Linked DNA regions of Mus musculus: all the other regions are linked to region 3. Evidence: chromatin contacts called from public HiChIP or PLAC-seq data. All regions are on one chromosome and are shown on one strand. The core of a region is the stretch at or near the end of the contact, and the rest is flanking DNA. Distances in the headings are between cores, read along the strand shown.

Region 1 (4,523 bases), core at 524-3,023, 140 kb after region 3:
GACAAGAAGTTCCCACAACAGAGTCCAACCGGGTGCTTTTAAAGCCATATGCTAGTGCCTTGGAAACTGAGAAAGCAGTTGACATTGCAGAAGGATATGTTAGCAAAGGACTTTGCAATTAGTTCTGACCATTTTTTTCCCTCTCTGTTAATAGTCATTCCTGGGTTCAGTCCCAAGCCAAGGAAGGAAAGGCCAAATATAGTCACCAAATCAGCCGTGTTGCAAAGCAGCTGTCTGCTGCACGAAGCAGAGCAGACAGTTGAAACTCCAATGACAGCGAGTAAACAGGGGCTCCACCGAAACAGTAATCACGTTTATCACCATTTTGTGAGCAAATGTGCTGCACTTAGCATGCTCACAACATTGTATCATCATCAATTAATAAAGGAGCTGTAATCACTACCGCATGAGGCACACGCAAGTGTGTGCAAGATGGAAGAAAAACAGTTTCCTATAGAGTGTATTTAGAAAGTGAGAGACTTTTCTGTTGTCTTTAGTTGGCTTGTTTCTTTTTTTCATTGGACACACTGCACTATGGTCCCTCACTCTTTGTCAGAGTTTATCCCTTGCCTTCCATCTAATGCAAGCCTCTAGACAGTGCTCATCCATCTGGTAGAACCACCGTCAACATCGCTTTATCATAGAAACAGTTCCCAACATGGCCAAGGTGTGGCAGGGGACATCTCCTGTAACTTTTCACCCTCTTCTTATTGAGCTGTCTTACGGGCCATGCTGTCAGAGGCTATGTATGCTCGTTCACCATTGCATCACAGTAAACATTTGCTACCCACTAAGTTTCTCTTTAATGAATAAAGAAAGGCATTTATTAGTTTCCCATGACAGAGAGGGAAATAATGAAAGTCCATCTTTACTATGTTAAGTTCTCGCTCCAGAATTATCTGCTCAACACTTCGGATGCTTCTCTCATGTAATGTTTTCCATGTTTCCTCTAAGGAAGGAACATGCTCCCTGTTGTAGATAAACAACCTCCTAGACCATCCACATCAAACAAGGACATTCTGAGACCATCATACAATGAAACAGAACAAGACTGCTTCATTATTTTCTCCAAGCGCCGACCCAAATAAGGGCTCTGTAGAAACTCCACAAGAAACCATCCTCCTCCTGGCTTTGGCTGGTGGGTGGAGTTCTGCCTATGTCTTTCCCCGAAGAGTTCTGTACAACAGCCCTCTCCACCGGTAAGACTGAGAACTTCAGTCTTAAAAGGCTCCTCACTACCTGGCAACAATCACAGAGATAAATTCCCTCCTTTTTTCCCCTGTGCAAAGCCCACATGATTCAAGAAATCTTTTGAGCTATCCTATTACTGAAGCACAATCCAGTTACCATGGCCTGTGTTTCCAGTGAGAAGCTTAGTTCAAGCACATTGTGTGTTCCTCGAATGTGTGCCCCTTTGGGATTTCGGGCCAGGAGGCATTGACAAGGAGTTACACAACATGTACTGGACTGGAGAAAGAAAATGTGACAATTTATATTTATCTAAAAGACTAAGAAAAGACATCTTAACCCGCATTCATCACAGTACATAAATATTGTCTGGTTCTCTCATTCTCCCCTCTGAGAGGTGACTCCAGGACAAACAGCAGGTACACACAGATCACCAGGATATCACAAAATGTTAGGCATGGTATATTTCCATTCCTGTGTGAGCTTGACCAGTCAAAATCATAGAAACAGAAAGCCAATAGTGGTTTCTTGGGGCTCAGGGCAGAGGGGGAAAAAGGAAGTTATTTAGAGATATAGTTTCTGTTTTACAAGTTTTTGTCCTTCAGATGTAAATAGAGTAAACACTACTGCACGGCCACGTCCTGTCTGGCTTCGTCCTGAAAACCTCACTGGGGAGAAGAAGCAATGAAGAAAGGACAGACACACTTACAAAAAAAGCTGCGATCAGGTAGGGCTGTGTTCATTCTCCTACAGCAGCAAGATTGGCACAGCAACCTGGACCCCTAGTGGCTTATGATGTACGCAGAGGGTGCGGGGTATGGGGGAGCTATGTCAGAAGCAGTTCTCAGCAGAAAAGCAGTCTTCTGCAAGAAGGAAGCAGTAGTTTCTAGTTTGGCTAGCACTGGTCCAAGTCGTAAACATTTGTGTATTGCCAGTTCCTGTGGGTCTGGGGCATTGGTCCTTGAAATCAAGCTTTGCCTATTTTCATGGGTCTGCAACATTGATCCTTCTCAATGACTCACATTCTCTCAGGACTTCATTAATCCTTACACTCACCCAAGGCTTCCTCAGTGCCAAATGCTCACCTACGCTTGGAAATAGCTAATAAAATAAATGTTATATTATATACATTTTCATCACAAGCTTTTAGTTATTACTATTGTGTTTCTGTATATGCAGTGTGTGTGTGGTGGGGGTTGCAGCATGTGTGTGGAGGTCAAAAGACAACTGTGTGGAGTTGTTCTCTCTCTCCATCATGACATGGGTTCTAGCGATTAAGCTCAGATCGCCAAGCTTGTATAGCAAGAGCCTTTACCTGCTGAGCCACCTCTTTGTCTTATTAATCACAATTAAAGGGAAACACTTGAGCGAAAAATAGGAGTTCCAGAAAAGAGAAAATTCAGCAGGGCTGTTCTGCCCTGGACACTGCAGTATACCGCAGCTGACTTGTGCCCAGAAATAAACTTTGCCTTGCATGCAGCTAATCTCGGGTAGTAAGCACACTAGGGAAGATGAAAATTGAACTGTGTGCTCAAAATATCACAAATCAAGCCAAGAGAATTGATATATTTTTTAAGACTGACTTTTGCATGTGTGTTCCTCTCAAAGAAATGATCTGTCTGTCCGTTGTTGAAGAGAAACACAGTTTTTCACTTCAGTAAGTATACAGCTGACTGGGAGTCAGTAGGAGGACTACATATGTTCTGTAATCTGACTAATGTCTCTAAAATGGTGCGAAAGTTCATAGGCAAGCTCAGTGACCTTTAGTCAAGAATCAAAAAGAGGTAGTGAAGCTGGTGAAGGAAAAGGCAAACGTTGTCAACATGACGACAATATCTGTGACTTTCAACCCAAAAGACAAAATTTTGCTTGCTTTTCTCCCATTTCTCAAGTGTCATCTCCTTTGCTCTTCTACATAATGCTATGAGGGAGAACTTTGCGATGAGAATAACTTTGAGACAAATGCCATGAAGGAAAACATTTTTATTGTGCTCATTCCCTGTTGGCTTAAGATGCTCTTCTTTTTTAAAAAAAATATTTTTATTAGGTATTTTCCTCATTTACATTTCCAATGCTATCTCAAAAGTCCCCCATACCCTCCCACCCACTCCCCTACTCAACCACTCCCACTTTTTGGCCCTGGCGTTCCCCTGTACAGGGGCAGATAAAGTTTGCAAGTCCATTGGGCCTCCCTTTCCAGTGATGGCCGACTAGGCCATCTTTTGATACATATGCAGCTAGAGTCAAGAGCTCCGGGGTACTGGTTAGTTCATAATGTTGTTCCACCTATAGGGTTGCAGATCCCTTTATCTCCTTGGGTACTTTCTCTAGCTCCTCCATTGGGGGCCCTGTGATCCATCCAATAGCTGACTGTGAGCATCCACTTCTGTGTTTGCTAGGCCCTGGCATAGTCTCACAAGAGACAGCTATATCTGGGTCCTTTCAGCAAAATCTTGCTAGTGTATGCAATGGTGTCAGCGTTTGGAAGCTGATCGTGGGATGGATCCCCGGATATGGCAATCTCTAAATGGTCCATCCTTTCGTCACAGCTCCAAACTTTGTCTCTATAACTCTTTCCATGGGTGTTTTGTTCCCAATTCTAAGAAGGGGCAAAGTGTCCACACTTTGGTCTTCGTTCTTCTTGAGTTTCATGCGTTTAGCAAATTGTATCTTATATCTTGAGTATCCTAAGTTTCTGGGCTAATATCCACTTATCAGTGAGTAGATATTGTGTGAGTTCTTCTGTGATTGGGTTACCTCACTCAGGATGATGCCCTCCAGGTCCATCCATTTGCCTAGAAATTTCATAAATTCATTCTTTTTAATAGCTGAGTAGTATTCCATTGTGTAAATGTACCACATTTTCTGTATCCATTCCTCTGTTGAGGGGCATCTGGGTTCTTTCCAGCTTCTGGCTATTATAAATAAGGCTGCTATGAACATAGTGGAGCATGTGTCCTTCTTACCAGTTGGGACATCTTCTGGATATATGCCCAGGAGAGGTATTGCGGGATTCTCCGGTAGTACAATGTCCAATTTTCTGAGGAACCGCCAGACTGATTTCCAGAGTGGTTGTACAAGCTTGCAATCCCACCAACAATGGAGGAGTGTTCCTCTTTCTCCACATCCTCACCAGCATCTGCTGTCACCTGAATGTTTGATATTAGCCATTCTGACTGGTGTGAGGTGGAATCTCAGGGTTGTTTTGATATGCATTTCCCTGATGATTAAGGATGTTGAACATTTTTTCAGGTGCTTCTCTGCCATTCTGTATTCCTCAGGTGAGAATTCTTTGTTCAGCTCTGAGCCCCATTTTTTAATGGGGTTATTTGATT
Region 2 (4,490 bases), core at 246-2,745, 240 kb after region 3:
GGCTACAATGACCAGAAGGCTATAGGCACCTTTTCCATTTTCTTTAAAAATTACAAGACCGTAAAGAATCCCAGGACACACAAAGGAGATGGATCCTTCTAACACCAAGAAAATGGGGCTGAGTCCTCTTCTTGCGTTCCTGGCTGATTTCTGGGTGAGTGATTTGGTAGTTGTCCCTTTCCACAACAGAGCTCCCGTGTCCCTTTCCTGGCTTCATGGGTGTTGAAAGGCAGGTGTGGTGGCAGCAACCCAGCCTTGTTGGAATCACTCTAGTGGTGGCCTCGATGTGACTGTACTGTGTAGTCTTCTGAGAGTTATTCTTGCTAGGCCAGACCATGGCTCATTCTTCTGACTTTTTCGAGATTTGGTCCTAATTACTTAACCCTTTCTGTCTTAAGATAATACATTGGCTTGTTTCATGTACTGAATCTTAACTGATCCAAGCTTTGGGAAATCACTCCAACTCATCCAGGCTTTGGGAAGAAGCGCTGCAGCAGGAGAAGAGCTGCTTTTGAGTCCTTTCTACCACTTTGTGCCCCTCCTCCTTGTCAGGCCCTCCTTCCTTAGGACCCTTTCGTTAGGAAGCCTTCACCAACTCAACTGAGGCAGACTTTTCCTTTCCGTTTCCTCTTCAGACACACCTCTGTGCTGCTGCTTCCTACCCCCGGATAGTAAGGATCAAGTGTTTGTTTGGATAATTTAGCTAATAAATCTACTTTTGACTAGCAGCTTATTCTCAGGTTCTTAATTGTATTGATAGAGTGAAGAGATGAATGAAAGTGGAAAGAAATGAGAATAAGAAGAAACAAAAGAAGCAAGTCGGCAACCAACCTGTAGTGAAGAAACGTAGTAGCACAAGGAAGGATGTCTGGTGTCTTCTACAACCAGGTCAACTGAGGTCTATGTGCACTAGGCACTGTGAGTTTAGTCTGCTTTTCAATTTTAATTTAACTTAATTTTTTAAAGATAGTCTAGCTAAGAGATCTATACAATCTACATCAGAGATCAGCATTTTTTTTTTCCTGGAAAAAGACAAATAATCAATACTCTAGGCTTTAGAGCCATATATCCTGTGACAAAGAACAACTTTCTTGAGGAGGCAGCCATACATATATAGGCAGATAAGAGAAAACGAATGCATCAGTGCTCCTCAACCCCTTGGTCTGGGGACACCTAGTATCATACGATGCACACATGCTACACAGGACCATTTTTCTTTTCATTTGCTTCAGCATTAAAAATCATATTGAAATACCCAGTGAGAAAAGAAAGAGGAAACAGAGAGCAGGTTAGGCCTTTGGATAGGCAGTCGTTTGCCAACCCTGGTCTAGAGAATTAAGGAAAGGTCTGAGTTTGAGGTATGAAGTATGTTTGACTGTAGTTAATTAATTTCTCTCAGGATTATTTCTTAAATTTACGTGCCAGCGTTTCTGTGTGTGCATGCACATGTTCCTGTAGCCACTGGATACTCACGAAAGCCAGAAGAGGAAGTTGCATGCTCTGATGTAAGCTGCTGGTTACGGATGGGTGCTGATAGCCACATTCTAGTCCTCTGGAAGAGCAGCGAGTTCTCTCAACTGCTGTACCCGTCTTTACTTCTTATTGAAGGTGTTGTGGAATCGAACTTAGGGCTTCAGACAGGCTTGGCAAACGTCCTATCACTGAGCTATATCTCTAGGTCGTACTTTGGTTGTACTTTGGGAGATTTTGGTTGCATTTTCATTTTTTTTTCCTATATAAAAATGAAGCTTATAACACATTTCTGATAGAACTAATTCTGACATCAACAAAACTGGCTAAAGGATCTGAGGCCTCAAGGGCAGGTCTAGATCACAGGTAAGTCTCTGCAAAGTCACAGAGAGTGGACTATTTCAAGTATGTCATCACTAACGTGACAGTAATGTCCTGAAGTTCTATGTATCTGACAAAACTCCTGGTGATTGGGATGTGGCAAGAATATATTCTCCACACAATAATATATTCATTTATAACATGGTATGTAAAGATGCACAAATAATATGTGGAAGATCAGCACACTCTATTTTTGTTCCTATCCAAAAATGGACAAATCACCTTAATTACAGTTTTCAATAAGACAGATGCCAAGAGATTATAGTCCTACTCATTATACCTGTGCTAGTTTCTAAAAGAAAAAAATTCTTGTAGCTTTTCAAAGACTCCTGGAATTAGAGAGGCAGAAAGGACACCGTTTATCTTCCCAATTAATAACTGAGAAAGTTGTAGGCACAGAACTGTCAAGTGGCAGTTACCAATCGGGCTGAAGAAGGGCTAGAGGGGGCACAGCTAGGAGCAGACCCTACCTCTGAATACCACTCCTGTGCTCCTCCTACTTAATCAAGAAGTAAAATTAGTTCCATAGTTTGTTTTAATAGAAGTCACCTAAGAGTAAATCTAACCATGGGCTTATAGTTTTAATTGCATACATTTCTATAAGGTACAAAGGATTTGCCTTTATGATATGTAAACTGTACAGTCTGGCCAAGCGGTGGTGGCATATGCCTTTAATCCCAGTACTTGAGAGGCAGAGGCAGGCGGATTTCTGAGTTCGAGGCCAGCCTGGTGTACAGAGTGAGTTCCAGGACAGCTAGGGCTCCACAGAGAAACCCTGTCTCGAAAAAAACAAAAACAAAACAAAAAACTGTACAGTCTGATGTTACATAAACTCTGTTACAAAACACACAGAGATAAAGCATAAGTATTTTGAACTGATCATACATATTTTTGTTACTGATGCCATTATCTATCACCCTAAGTCCTGAGATGTGAAAACATAGTGGGTAAGGAATGGACAACCTGTGACTCTAAAGTACACAGTGAGGCAAGAAAGAGAAAATAGTCATTGTTGCCTTAGGAGTGCATGCATGTGCACACACACACACACACACACACGCGCGCGCGCGCACTCACAGATGCACATGCACATACACATGAGCTACTTTCTGTTGTTTTCTTTTTGTATTTAAGAAGTTACAGAATGAATATTACGAGTTGAAAATATTAAAATCATGTTGTACAAAACAAACAAACAAACAAAAAAGAAGTTACAGTAAAACTTCCCACTTATTTTAGGCATTCAAGCCTTTCCCTTTTATTTAAAACTGTGCAATTATACTGAATTGTACAAACACACACACACACACACACACACACACACACACACTTCCCATGGCTCTATATTTACACATGCCAAGAAGCCCTATCCTGTCCTCATTCAAAATTGAAATGAGCTGACTCCCATACCCTTTCTCCACAACACTCATCTCATTTTTCATTCCATGGAAATAACTTATCGACTGTGTTTATTGTCTATTGTATCTACCCCCTCGTCTGCAACGCAAGCGCCATGGCTGCTGTCTTCCTTTGTTTTCCTCTCTAATTTAAGAAGGTAGAACAATCTTTGAGCATAATAGTTACTTGGGGAATATTTGTCGAATCAGTGAACTTGAAAAAACGAGGAATAGGGCATTTGCAACCTCTTGATATAATATTAATTTTAAAGAAATATTTGGAGAAAATATAGGAAAATATTGTAACAATATAATTATAGAATGCACAAGAATACAGGTGCTACCACCTGCTGAGGCTCATACTAAGGGCTTTGTACCCATTGCTCTGTATTTCTCAACAAAACTATTATTATATTCAATTTACAGTTGGTGAAAGTGAGGATAGTTTGTCAAGATCTATACAATTGGTAAAGGGTGGATCCAGAACTTACAACTCCACATCCTTTTGACTCCAAAGCCCATGGGTACAATCATTGTTCTGGGACAAAGTACTGAGAGCAAGCTCTATGATCAAGAGAATAGACGGAGCCATCCCAGCCTCCAGACCCCTCTTTTTCTTAACGTTGCTAGCTGGACTGGTGCCTTCTGTGACATACCTGTAGATTCATACTGAAAATATGGATTTCTTAGGTTGTAATCTTCACACTTCCCACACAGAATGACTCTTGCTATAGCTAGAAGGGTCTCCTAAATGATTTTTTTAATCAAAAGAAAGTTAAGCAGCCAGGCATGATGGTTCAGCTCTGCCATCGTGGAACAGGAGAGGTTGAAACGCCACAGTTGTTGTGAGTTCAAAGCTAGCATGAGCTACAGAGTAAGATACTGTCTCAAAACAAAACAAAATCAACAAACAAAGGGAGGTTAGCACTGTTTCACTCAGCAATCAACCAGTCCTCAAACCACAGAATTTAAAATACCAGTGCTTTCCATCTTGCTTGGACAATGGCTTAGCAAGCTAATACTCGTAGAGTAGACATACTGGGGCAGCAGGTAGCAGGGCTGCCTCTACAGCACGCCTGTCTGTGCCAGTAATTACCTAAGGGTCACGTAATAGAAAGCAATTTGCCCCCTGAATATAATCATAAGCACGTTTCTCTTTCACTCTCACACTTTAAAGTGTGTTGACATTTTCCCACGTATATTTGTCCTTTACTTACAAACGGAAACATGGAACCTTATTTA
Region 3 (4,011 bases), core at 741-3,240:
CCTGGCTGGATATGGAGTCATAATGGGCTCCAGTTTATAATAACATATTCAGTCCAATGTAGTCGAGAATCTACTTTGTGATGTCAGGAAAGCCAGGAAACCCTATCAGATCAGGGAACACAAGGTTTCTAATAGAGCAAAGGAGCAAAAGACCGCTTCCTTTTTCAACTTGGGTAGGAGCAGAAGTGGGTTATGTTTTCCAATCTTCTGAGTCAGTGTTTGTCTGGGGGCGGGGAGGGGTGTGCATGTGGGTGGGACTGCCCACAGAGGCCAGAAGTGGGCGTCAGGTTCCCTGGAGCTAGAGATACAGACAATTGGGAGTTTCCTCATGTGAGGTCTGAGAACCAAACTGCTGTCTTCCACGAGAGCAGCAAATAGTGGACGTTGATAGAAATACGTGGTGGCCAGACATTATTTTTTTCAGCTAGCATATTCAGTACTTCCTTAAAATTCAAAGAGCAGGAGGCTGGAGAGATGGCTCAGCGGTTAAGGACATTTGCTTCTTCACGCCATCCCTCTGGTGCACTTGGAGAGCCTGACAGTGCAGGAGGTTCTGATACAGAGCTTCCTGGGCCCTTGAAGTCAGGTGATGATGATGGCTAAGGCTCTGTCAAAATAGAGACCCAGAGATTCAGTAAGGCCAATCATACTGTGGACTAGTTAGTGTAAATCCCAGATAATGTAGAAAATGCAAGGCATACTTAAAAATCATGAGTTGCATGTATTTAAACTATGAATTTATTAACCAGAGCTGGAATTGTTTAAATCCAGATAAAATAACCATAGTAAAATTGTTTCGAAACTAAAGTGCTTGTTAAAAACAAAACACCATTAAGCAAGAAAAAAATAATTCCTTGCCATTAGTATTTATTACTTGAACATTATTCCATAAAGATAAAGTGGTTGTTTTGATTCATCTCCATGCACTTGAATCAGTCTCTTTGTGTCCAATAACACGTCACAGGTATTTCCTTTTAAGAATGTGGTGTTTTAGACAAAATATTTAAATATTTTCAGTAAATTACCTCCAATGTTCATAATGCTGTATTTTATGGATGGTGAGATTAAAATTATTAAAATCTCCACTCACACAAGGTAAAGGCAACAGATTTTAAACCAAACAGATCGTAAGATGTCAGCATACACCAGGGCTTTCCTGGTCAAAACAGAACAACATTACATTCTAACTAGAAAACCAGAGAGAGAAAAACAGATTTTAGAGATATACTGATTCCCACACCGATGTCAACCCTCAGTATGGGGCTGGGGGTGAGGGGAAATCACATTTCTAAAGTGAAGCATTAGAAGCAAAAAGGCAAGGTCTATCAGTCATCAGAAATGAGACCACAGTGGCCCACGGAGCCACCGCTGACCTGGCTAAGTAGTGTCTTCTGGGTGTGGCGTCATTCTATTCCCCCTCCTAAGAAATGAGTAGATACCTATTTCTAGCTCTTGCAGCCACCCACCCTCTGAGACAAACAACGCTGCAAAGTGACCTCCCAGACAGGCAGGAGAAAATGGCAAGGCACGCAGCGACTCGGAGAGGACAGTGTTAAGGAACACTGAATGTATTCTCTCTGAACTCACACTGTCTCAATGAGCCACAAGAGGCAACTCGGAGGAGCCAAGTGAAACTGAATAGAAGAAGAAATTAGCGAACAAATACTTTTTCCTCTTCAGGAAGAACCAAAAAAAGAAAAAACAAAAACAAAAACAAAACAAAAAAGTAAGAACCCGTCTTTTGCAACCCAGGTTGGAGAGTCCTTTACTCATGTGACATTCCTTGGTTCCTCCCACAAGTCACAATACAAGCTCACACTCCGCTGAGGGTCCCTGTCTGCACTGCCGAAATCAGGTGAGAGAGAAACCCGGTACAGCGCAATCATCCACGGATGTTATCTTATATCGGTATTTTGTTTTCTCAGTATGGTCTCGTAACAGGGATTATTTTTTCCCAAGAACCACAAGAGGGAGTGTTCTTACTTCTTTGTCACACTGCCTAGCTCTGCCACTGGAGAGATATTACCCCTATTTTGTTTAAATGATAAGGCATATTATTAAACAGTAGGCAAGCTCCTTTATAGTCATCTAAAATCTGAGAGATTATCTGCTTCTCTTTTATTGATTCGTATTTATTATTTCCTAGATGTTTTCTTGGCCACTCGTGATGAAAGAGAAAGCAGACAGTCTTTCCCTCCAGTTTCTTCTCTCCTGTGTATCATCTGGGCTTGTGAAAAGGGATTTCTCCATTAAGCTGTGTGCAGCAAGTGCAAGAGCGGGGTACAGGGTTCATGAACCAGCAGCAAGGGAGTCAGTTATCTAGGAGTAATGGCTGCTGCAGCAGGCTGGCTGCTTTTGTCCCTAAAAGGCTAACAGGAAACCACACACCGGATTCTATCCCTTCTCACCCAGGATGATAATAAATAGTTTATTTTTTTTCAGAATCTGAATTAGGCTGACTTTATACACTGACTCCTTAAGCCTGGCTCATGAACAGTCACTAAAACAAAAGGATTGAAAGTATCCAGGGACACACAAATGTGTGCATGCACACACACATACACATGATACCCATGCACATGCATACACATGCACACAGGAAGGGAGAGAGGGAGAGAGAAATTGAGCTCTGGTCAAACCTGCTGATGACAGATGATCATCATAGGGCTCTCTTTCATTTTAAAACAAAAACAGAGAGCTGTTCTCAAAGGGGAAAAAAAAGGTATTTGTTTGGGATAGGTACAGCCATGGCATATTCAAGGAGCTCCAACAAATGGGGAGTTTTCAAAGGCTACACTGATGACTTTTCCATCTGATCCCTTAACCCTTGGCCACAGTGGTGAGTGAGAGTGGCCTTGGTCTAGGACTGAACAGACAATCTGGACAGATGTCCTTGTACAAGTACTGTTTATGTAAAGCTGCGGTGGCTTTTTGAGGCTGCGTTATGGTGCAGCGTAGGCTGCGAGTCTTTCGTGTCCTCTGGGGTACTGCTGACCAGGCAAGCTTGCATAAGAAGCTTCCCTCAAAGTCTCTGGGCTCTGTTTGCTTTTTTTTTTTTTTTTTTTTTTTTTTTTTTTAAGTTGGCAGTATGAGTCTATTTTGATTTTTTTTTTTTAATTTTGAATTTCTTTTACACAAGGGATAACTCACGGATTCAGGTACCTCCCGTTATTCTATTTCAGCATCTGCCTACCGAGTTCTGTCTTGGCTTGTGTGCAGAGTAAAATAACTTTAGGAGCCAGAGTGGGAACTGGTCCATTTTACTTCTTTCTACAAGCCATTCTCCAGTCCCAAGACCCATTTGGATGGGAAGTAAGCTTTGTGAATGCCTGGAAAGAGAATACAGAACTAGTAAGCTTGTAGACCACAGACTCTTAATGTGGGTCTCATAGTTTTCCAGGCCTGTCAGTTTGACTGAAAATAAATGACATCCTTTAACAGAAATTTAACATTTCTTCCAATTAAATGTAGGTATGGTAGATGCTGCATGTCTTGGTTAGGGTTTCTGTTCCTGCACAAACATCATGATCAAGAAGCAAGTTAAGGAGGAAAGAATTTATTCAGCTTAAATTTCCACATTGCTGTTCATCACCAAAGGAAGTAAGGACTGGAAATCAAGCAGATCTGGAAGCAGGAGCTGATGCAGAAGCCATGGAGGGATGTTACTTACTGACTTGCTCCCCTGACTTGCTTATCTTGCTTTCTTATAGAACCCAGGTCCATCCAGCCTAGGGATGGCACCACCCACAATGGGCTGGACCCTCCCTCCTTGATAAGTAATTGAGAAAAAGCCTTACAGCTGAATCTCATGGAGGCATTTCCTCTACTGGGGCTCCGTTTGCTGTGATAACTCCAGCTTGTGTCAAGTTGACACACAAAACCAGCCAGTCCGCTGTAGTACTCTAAGCCTCATGCTTGGGCCTATCTGAACTCAGCCCAGCCAAGATGAGCAATTTCATATGTGATATCGGTGTCTCTTCCTAGGAGATGACATAGCTGTCCCTTTCCATC

What was found. HiChIP or PLAC-seq counts read pairs in DNA pulled down with a chosen protein or histone mark.
Region 1: an H3K4me3 HiChIP or PLAC-seq map of bone marrow-derived macrophages shows a contact between it and region 3, with 4 times the contacts expected there. The contact joins two enhancer-like sites. A contact is called at or near these places in 1 of 39 promoter capture datasets (hippocampal neurons), 1 of 15 datasets of contacts at CTCF or cohesin (hippocampal excitatory neurons), 19 of 484 Hi-C or Micro-C datasets (the G1E-ER4 cell line, LSK cells, the STO cell line and 14 more), 2 of 115 datasets of contacts at active chromatin or transcription factors (bone marrow-derived macrophages and forebrain) and 1 of 9 other capture datasets (embryonic stem cells).
Region 2: an H3K4me3 HiChIP or PLAC-seq map of bone marrow-derived macrophages shows a contact between it and region 3, with 3 times the contacts expected there. The contact joins two enhancer-like sites. A contact is called at or near these places in 2 of 484 Hi-C or Micro-C datasets (bone marrow-derived macrophages and cortical neurons) and 1 of 115 datasets of contacts at active chromatin or transcription factors (bone marrow-derived macrophages).

Annotation. Positions count from the first base shown.
Region 1 is chr16:50,549,546-50,554,068 of GRCm38.p6, reverse strand. All of the region lies in intron 3 of G730013B05Rik (RIKEN cDNA G730013B05 gene), which reads right to left. Among named protein-coding and RNA genes, the nearest start is that of G730013B05Rik, 26 kb to the right of the region's middle. Within about 2 kb of position 1,773, at least 8 of the 459 cell types and tissues checked have an H3K27ac peak or open chromatin away from gene starts, as enhancers often do. A contact at or near this core is called in bone marrow-derived macrophages, where this site is marked.
Region 2 is chr16:50,446,271-50,450,760 of GRCm38.p6, reverse strand. No RefSeq gene overlaps it. Among named protein-coding and RNA genes, the nearest start is that of Bbx, 16 kb to the right of the region's middle. Within about 2 kb of position 1,495, at least 7 of the 459 cell types and tissues checked have an H3K27ac peak or open chromatin away from gene starts, as enhancers often do. A contact at or near this core is called in bone marrow-derived macrophages, where this site is marked.
Region 3 is chr16:50,687,255-50,691,265 of GRCm38.p6, reverse strand. No RefSeq gene overlaps it. Among named protein-coding and RNA genes, the nearest start is that of Mir6363, 38 kb to the left of the region's middle. Within about 2 kb of position 1,990, at least 38 of the 459 cell types and tissues checked have an H3K27ac peak or open chromatin away from gene starts, as enhancers often do. A contact at or near this core is called in bone marrow-derived macrophages, where this site is marked.